Regions from separate parts of the Zea mays genome. Here region 2 is linked to region 1. Evidence: chromatin contacts called from public Hi-C data. All regions are on one chromosome and are shown on one strand. The core of a region is the stretch at or near the end of the contact, and the rest is flanking DNA. Distances in the headings are between cores, read along the strand shown.

Region 1 (3,784 bases), core at 789-3,288:
AATCCTCAAGTTTGCTTATGTTTTCTGTTATTCACATAGTGAAACACAGGCATCAAGATGTATTTGCATTTGATTTATGTTCGATGTAACTCACGCTTAGTTTCATCAAGTAGTAACTGTGTTTATGGTTCTATGTAATTCACATTATGACATGAGGCACTTGAAGACATTTGTGCTTACTTACGAGCCTATAGGACATCTCCATCCAGGATGTCATTCAAAAATACTCCCACATGAATACTCTACCTTTTCTTTTGGGGTTCAGTATGTTTATTTATACTTCATAATATGGCTGACTATTCAACTGAAAAACAAATTATTCAATCTAGCTGCGTGATCACAAAAGCATGCTGGCTGAAAACACTGAAAAGATGTATTCACAACTCTGCCTTGGTTATTTCAATGAAAATGTGGCACTTCCACTGGGAAAAAACATGACTGAAGTAGGGGGCATAGAGCAAGCACTCTAAAACAGTAAATTAGCGATGTGAAAAAGAGTGTAAAGCAAACCTCGCTGATCAAGCTCCACAACATATGGCTCTTTCTTCAACTCAAGCTCCTTAAACACGGCCTTTGCTCTTTTGCAGTACCTGTAGCTCTCCAGACAAATAAAGTGCTGATAAGAGTATGTGCTTTGGTACAGGAACTACAACCATAAGGCGTCATCTCCATACACTCATGGTTCAGATGTTATCAATGTACATTCGCTGCTCTCAAGTCAAATGAGTATCTGACCATATCACTTATCAGTGCATTTTCTTATAGTTATGTACTCCCCACAAAAGTCTGTGTTAAACTTGATAAATATTTAAGTTTAGCTTCTTGAACTGCACTGCAAGAGATCTAGTGAGCTAATCAGGTGGACACAAGAGCCACCGCTAAATTCACAAATCTAGAATTAGACCTAACAGGAGGCTCTGAAAGCTCAAGAGAATTGTTCCAATTTCTGTCAAGCACATTTCTCTCACCAGGTCTTGGGTTTGAAGCAGTCTCTCCGCATTTGCGGAAGCAAGGCTTGCCTCAGTTTATCCCGGGAGGAAGGCCTGCCTCAGCTTATCCCTTCCCAAGAGGCCAAGACCTCACTCATGTGGAGCCTCCGGCACTGGTCTGCACTTTTGTTTTACATTTCTCTTACACTTGCACAGTGACATCAGAGTAAATAAAATTGCTAAGCAGAACAAGCAGTGAATCCTTTTCACATCAACCAAGCAGTCAATAAGAGTAAAAGTAACCACGGCTTCTTTCAAAGAATGTGCCAAGAAATGCAAAGCAGACAACAATCTGGTTACCACATAAAGGACAATAACTGTCACATGGTTGCTAGGATAGAACTGTGCTGGGCTTTTCTTAATTTGGTATAGGATCCAATCCAAGTTGTGGATTTCTGTAATACAGAAAACGGAATTCTACAGCTGGACAAAAAAAAAAAAAACGAAGCAAACCATCAGCTCCTCCAGTAATTCAGGTCAAACTTGCAGGACTTTTTCCCTGAACAATCAGCCTTACAGAATAATAGACCCTATGCGTTGAAAATCCACGAGAAAAGACAATTTTCAGCAAGCGAAAGGATGAAATCAATGACAACTAACAGCTATAAACCAGATTTTCTGTAGCTACTAGTTAGATTGGCGCGACATCACAGCAATCGTGCCCAGAATCCCGCTTAGAATCTAGATCTCCGCAGGGAACAAGACAAGATGCGCATGTAAGGGTTAAGGACGAGGTGGACCGTACGGGCAGTATGACTTGGAGAAGATGACGACGTCGTGGGCGGAGACGGTGGACTTCACGAAGGACTTGGGCGAGGATGAGGCGGATCCGAACGCCACGAGGGCGATGAACGCGGCAGCTGCCGCAGCCACCCCGATCCGCCGGCCCAGCAACGCCACCATCGTGATACCACCGCCGGACGCCGGTGAGGTCGAGATGCAGGTACAAGGATATTTTTGACCGAAGAGGCACTGGTCCTGAGTTGTGACTAGTTTACGTACGGTTGGATATCTAACAGGTCGGGCTCGGCGTGAGCTCGAGCCGACTCGTTAATCTAGTTCGGTTTGACTCGTTAAAAAACAGAGCTAGAAGATAAACTCGACTCGATTTGTTTACGAGTTTGAGCTGGTTCGTTTGGCTCACAAGCTACAGCGAAAAAAGTATAATACCAGAAAATAATTATTATTATCACAGTTTCACATACCATATTATAAGTTCATGACTTTAATTCATCAAAAAAAAAAAAAACAGTTGCAACGTTTATCAGTTCATGCATCACATTTCATAATCAGCTTAGAACATTCATCGGTTCATGCATCACAACATCAACTTAATTTACACCACTTTATCAGAATTTATGGGCCATGAAAATGAAACATACCATGTAACCACTAACCAGTTAACCACCAAAAGAAGCGCTAGTACACTACTGCAGTAACAGCTTAGCAGCACATGCACAAGCATAAGTGCACATTTTGACAGCTAGTCAGCATAGCAACACAATTACACAAGTACACAAGCACTAGTGCAGTAGCCACTAGCAGGTAGCAGCATCTAAAAGGGCAAAAGGCTACTACTCGTGAGTCCTGATTGTCTATCTTGCTTAGAAGTTCTAAGTTAGAACATGCCAAATTGCCAACATCCAAAAGACCAAAAGGCTAGCAGCATGTCACTAAACCCAAAAGGCTAGCACTCTAAAGTCTAAACAACATGCCAGCCTCCTAACATCCACTTTTCTCCTCCATTACTCTATTAGCACATCTTCCTTCGGCCTGTACAAAACTTTATAAATCAACATAGTTTATAAATCAATACATCACTATTGATTTTGGTTATACTTACTAATTGCTTGCCACCACACCCTTAGGGAACTCCACAATCTCGATATCACCATCATCTCCCTCCTGAACAGTCCACACATGTCACATCAACATTAAATAGAACAAAAGTTAAAAGAAATATTAAATATAGTTGCTATGTTACAGCCTAAAATAGGATTACATACCACAAGAATAGGTGCACTTTTCTCATGTTGAGAGCCCCTTATCCAACTAGGTGCACAAATTAGTGCTTGAACTGTTGAAGGATTCAAAGAACTCACATAATCATCAACAACTCTTCCTCCAGTACTAAAAGTGGACTATGATGATACACTACTTGCTAGGACAACCAAAAATCTCTTTGACATACTTTGTATGGTTTTGAATTAGGAGAATGTTTATGTTGCTACATGTTGAACTATTCCAGCAGTTAGTATCCAAATTTTGAAATAGGGAAATGCAGCATGTGTATTCTCACCGCGTCAGGCCCTGGTCGGCGTCGAACCCTCGACAGTTGGCGAGGCCACGAGGGTCACGACGGTGTGGGTCTGCCTCCCACCATGCTGTGTGCCGCCGGCTGCCTGTGGTCGTCGTCGTGGAGACTAGAGAGGTGGAGTGGTGGAGTGGTCGTCGTGGAGAGATGGAGCTGGTCGGTTCACCGTGAACTAGGGTTGCAACGGTCTGCGGTTAAGGGCCCTACCCATCTGCCCGAGCTGTGGAGCCGTCGTTGGGAAGAGATAGATCAGTGGAGCCGTCGTCGTGGAGAGATGGAGCGGTGGAGCGGTCAGTCATTTGAGGAAAATGGACCCCGGGCCATTTGGCTCAATAGGTTTTGGTGTTTGATGATTAACACAACCAGTGGACTAATGTGTTTGCTAGTGTTTGTGTTTGTAGTTCACAGGATGCTAAAGTTACTTGGACCAATGCATTGAGGAAAGCAACACCTCAAAAGAAAACATTATGAAGATCAAGTG
Region 2 (3,663 bases), core at 413-2,912, 330 kb after region 1:
AGAGGGTAGTCTACTTCCACCCACACCATCAAACCGGTTGTCTAACCATCTGAACTTTACAAAACCGAGTAAATAACTCTCTAGGCAGTTTTAGCAAGTTGCTAACGCCGCAATACCAGCCGCAATACCAACGTGACACCAATTTTATCTATTTCAGTTCTGTGATCTAGCAGTATCTAAAATTTATATAATTTTGCACAAAAAATGTTAATCAGATATTACATTTTCTCTATTTTTTTTAGAATTTAGGAGTAGCAGCTTAATTACTAAAAATAAAAGACTACATCAAAGGAGCTAAATATTTTTGTCTCAGATTTATTTTTCTTTATCTTCTCAACTATAATTTTGCACTAGGTAATCTATCTAAGCTGCCATTAAAACACATAAGTTGAACCATTCTTTTCTTGAATCAGAGTTCAGATGTGGCATCATTTGAAAACGGTGTGTGAGTTTTGATTTCCTTGAAGGCGACATTATCTAGCATTTCTTGTAGGGGCCGTAGCTTCTTTGAAGCCAAGGCTGGATGATAATTTCCATTATCTAATAGTGTGTTTGGTTTGAGGAATAAAGTGATCCATTTTCTTCTCACTCTCCACTTTTTTATTTGGTTTGTGGAATAGAATGAGTTGATCCATCACCACCTCATTCCTCATAAGCTAATAATTAGTATATACATGAGGAGTGGGTTGATTCCACCAAAATTAATGGAATGAATTTATGATGCATCACCTCATGAAGGATAGAGTGACTCCACAAACCAAACACACCATAAAAAATTTAGCATTTCTTGTCTTGTTTATCACATCAGGCAGGAGGCTCGAACCTTCAAAGTTTGACGAACATGTTGATCCTATCACTTTCAATAACCCTTCGGTCTCTTACTTTACCGAGCTCTATTTTTCCCCTTGTCTTCATATATAATTCTAAAAACCTAGATGTACCATGTTGTCATCTACGCCATTAACATTAGGTTACTATTAAGAGAAACGGTGCAAATGTTTTTTAGCTATATTTAAGTCCAATCCGTTTAGCAGTTAACATTGTGCTACTATTAGGAGAAATGGTATATATGTTTTTTTAGCTGTATTTAAGTCCGAATCCATTTAGAGGCCGACGGGATCCTCTGTAATTACGTCCGTGGATGTAACTGCACCTTGCTGGACGTTACCGTATCCGTAATATAGAAATAACATATTTATGAAGTCAATATTCATTGATATCACATCTAACATAGTCTATTTGTTCTATAATAAGTGCATTTATAGAGTTCAAAATTTGTTCCAAAATAAATAATACATATATAACAGAACCAACTAACTCTACTTGTAATTTTCTATTATCTCTTCCTAGAATATAATGGTTACATCTTTATAAGGGTATATATATCATTACATATACTAGTATTGATCTCTTGACCCAAACTATAGGAGGATACTCTTTTATAGGACTTTCGAATCTAAATTTAAATAAAAACATGAAAATAATTGCAATATACTCTCTTCATTTTTTAGTTGTCGTTGAATAGTTTAATTTTACACTATCCAGTAATAACTAAAACAAGACAGAGTGAGTAAAGTAATATTCATTCTTATTCGATCGTTTGCATACTGCATGTCCTCCTGTGTGCCCAGCTCGGCAGAACGAGTTACGACGTAATAACGGCGAAGAGAGGAATTCCATACAAAATATAAATAGCTCAAACTCCCAAATACCTGCTCCACCTCCACCCCCTCCCCCTCTGTCCTGTCTTCCTCTCCTTCCTCCTCGTCGTCCTCCGCCATAGTGGCGAGCACGACAACAGCCACGCCTCACGCCCTCACCTCCAATCATTGGCCTCCCCAACCCAACCTCTCCCCGCCCCGTCCTGTTGAGCCGGGTGATTGACGGATTATTAGTTAATCCGGGGGCTTCACCTCGTTTTAGCGGCCTCGTTCGTTCGCCTCCGCAAAAGGCTAACGCCAGCCCGGGCGCGCGCTAACGGCAGCAACGACAGCAACCCGCTGGCTAGCTAGTCCTCCCCACGATTCGACTCCGCCACCGTCCCCGGCCCAGGTGCGTGGTGACCGAATCCTCTATTTCAGCAATTTTTTAGGGAATGATGTGGAGAGGGTCGGGCCGGGGATTTGTTTAATGGTGCCCGCGGCTAGGGTTGTTAAGTTGGTCCTCTGATCGGGGCTTCGGCTTCTGGCGATCTGAGGTCTGACCATGGCCGCGCCGGGGTCAGCGATCAAGGTACGCGGGGTCTCTGCTTGGCTGGCTGGCTTGGGTGCGTGACGGATCTGGGCTGCGGGAATTCTCTGACTTTTTGAGATTTGTTAGTGGGTCGTGGATGAATGGGGTTTAGCATGTTGTAGTGGTGGGGAAATTTTGCTTGGTTGATTTCCGGATGGCGGATTGGATCTGGCCCTTTGGCATTTGGAATGGGAATGCCCATTTTGTGTGATTTAGATCAGATGTTGGATCTCTATAATGGTGTAAGCCGCTGCCTGGAGACCAATCTTATGAGAGCAGTGATTTTGTTTTTCTTTTTGGACGTGAGGTGGATCTGGGTGGCCGGAATTTGGTCTGATTTATACCTGTTCATCTGCCACTCGATGGCTCTTGTTGATCCTGATGCTGATTCGTGCTCCAGAAGTCATTGGATTTAGCTGCCCACTTGAATTGTTTTGGAAGCCAAGCCAATGTTCGTTTAGTTTTGGGTGTGTTGGAGGCTTGGAGCATTCGGGTCATGCAAGTTCCCACACATCCCTTTTGTTCTGGATTGAATGAGCTGGATATGGATGTTTTGTTGGACCTAGGATGTCATGTATTCTCAATTGTGAGTTGCACCAAAAAACATCGCATTCCTTGGGTTAGCTTTCAGCTTTCTGTTGAATGGGGGATCAGGATCTTAGCTTGCTCTATATCACGCCAACTCCTTAGTTTGTGGATGTTCCTTGGGTGTTGTTTGAGATGCAATCATTATACAGGAGCAGAACAGAGGTCTTTGGAATTGCTAGACATTCTAATTACATAGAAGCAAGTCCTCATCCCTAATGAAGGGCAAACTCACAAGCGGCATTGTGTTTCTATCAGTGTCAGGGGGCACTTTGAATAGGAAACTTTTGCATGCAGTGTTGTTCAAAAATTCGCATGTGGTTCATCTCATTTTAAATTTAAACTATCCGCGTCAAAATATTTTTAAGGGACCTGTATTTATGTTCTTGTTTAAGAATGCTTTTATACAGGCTGGCTTTGAGGATTCATCTTTTCTCCCCCCCCCCCCCCCCCCCCCCTGTTTCAGCACACCTTTTCTTCTCTCCTGAAGCAAAAACCACCAAAGACTAGTCCTACAAAATCTAGGGGTTCTATGGCTGTTTCAATGAGGGAGGTGGATCCTGTTTTTCAAGGTGCAGGTCAAAAAGAGTATCCTTCAGTTTCTAGCTTGCTACTGGTCACAATATCTATACTTATCCCTGCATCTCGTTTCGTTCCAAGAATGGCATGTGCCATCATTTTCCTCATTTCAGTTGTATTATTGTTTCAAATTAGTAGTCCCTGCTGCCATGGTTTTTAAAGCGGTATGGCGAGACAAGACATTGGACCACTGCCTGGACGCCTAGGCGTTGGACCACCGCTTGGACGCCTTTAAAACAGTGCCTGCTGCCATAGTATCCAGTGGAA

What was found. Hi-C and Micro-C count contacts between places; a contact is called where the count stands out from the background.
Region 2: a Hi-C map of leaf shows a contact between it and region 1, with 7 times the contacts expected there. The contact joins the promoter of LOC103638857 here to the promoter of LOC100282495 in region 1. A contact is called at or near these places in 3 of 25 Hi-C or Micro-C datasets (ear, leaf and tassel).

The regions. Positions count from the first base shown.
Region 1 is chr9:111,408,612-111,412,395 of Zm-B73-REFERENCE-NAM-5.0, forward strand. LOC100282495 (Grx_C4 - glutaredoxin subgroup I) reads right to left here and starts at 2,039. Exons shown (of 4, transcript NM_001155404.2): 1 at 1,735-2,039; 2 at 511-590. The coding sequence starts at 1,892.
Region 2 is chr9:111,736,781-111,740,443 of Zm-B73-REFERENCE-NAM-5.0, forward strand. LOC103638857 (villin-3) reads left to right here and starts at 1,663. Exons shown (of 23, transcript XM_035962621.1): 1 at 1,663-2,052; 2 at 3,284-3,405. The coding sequence starts at 3,350.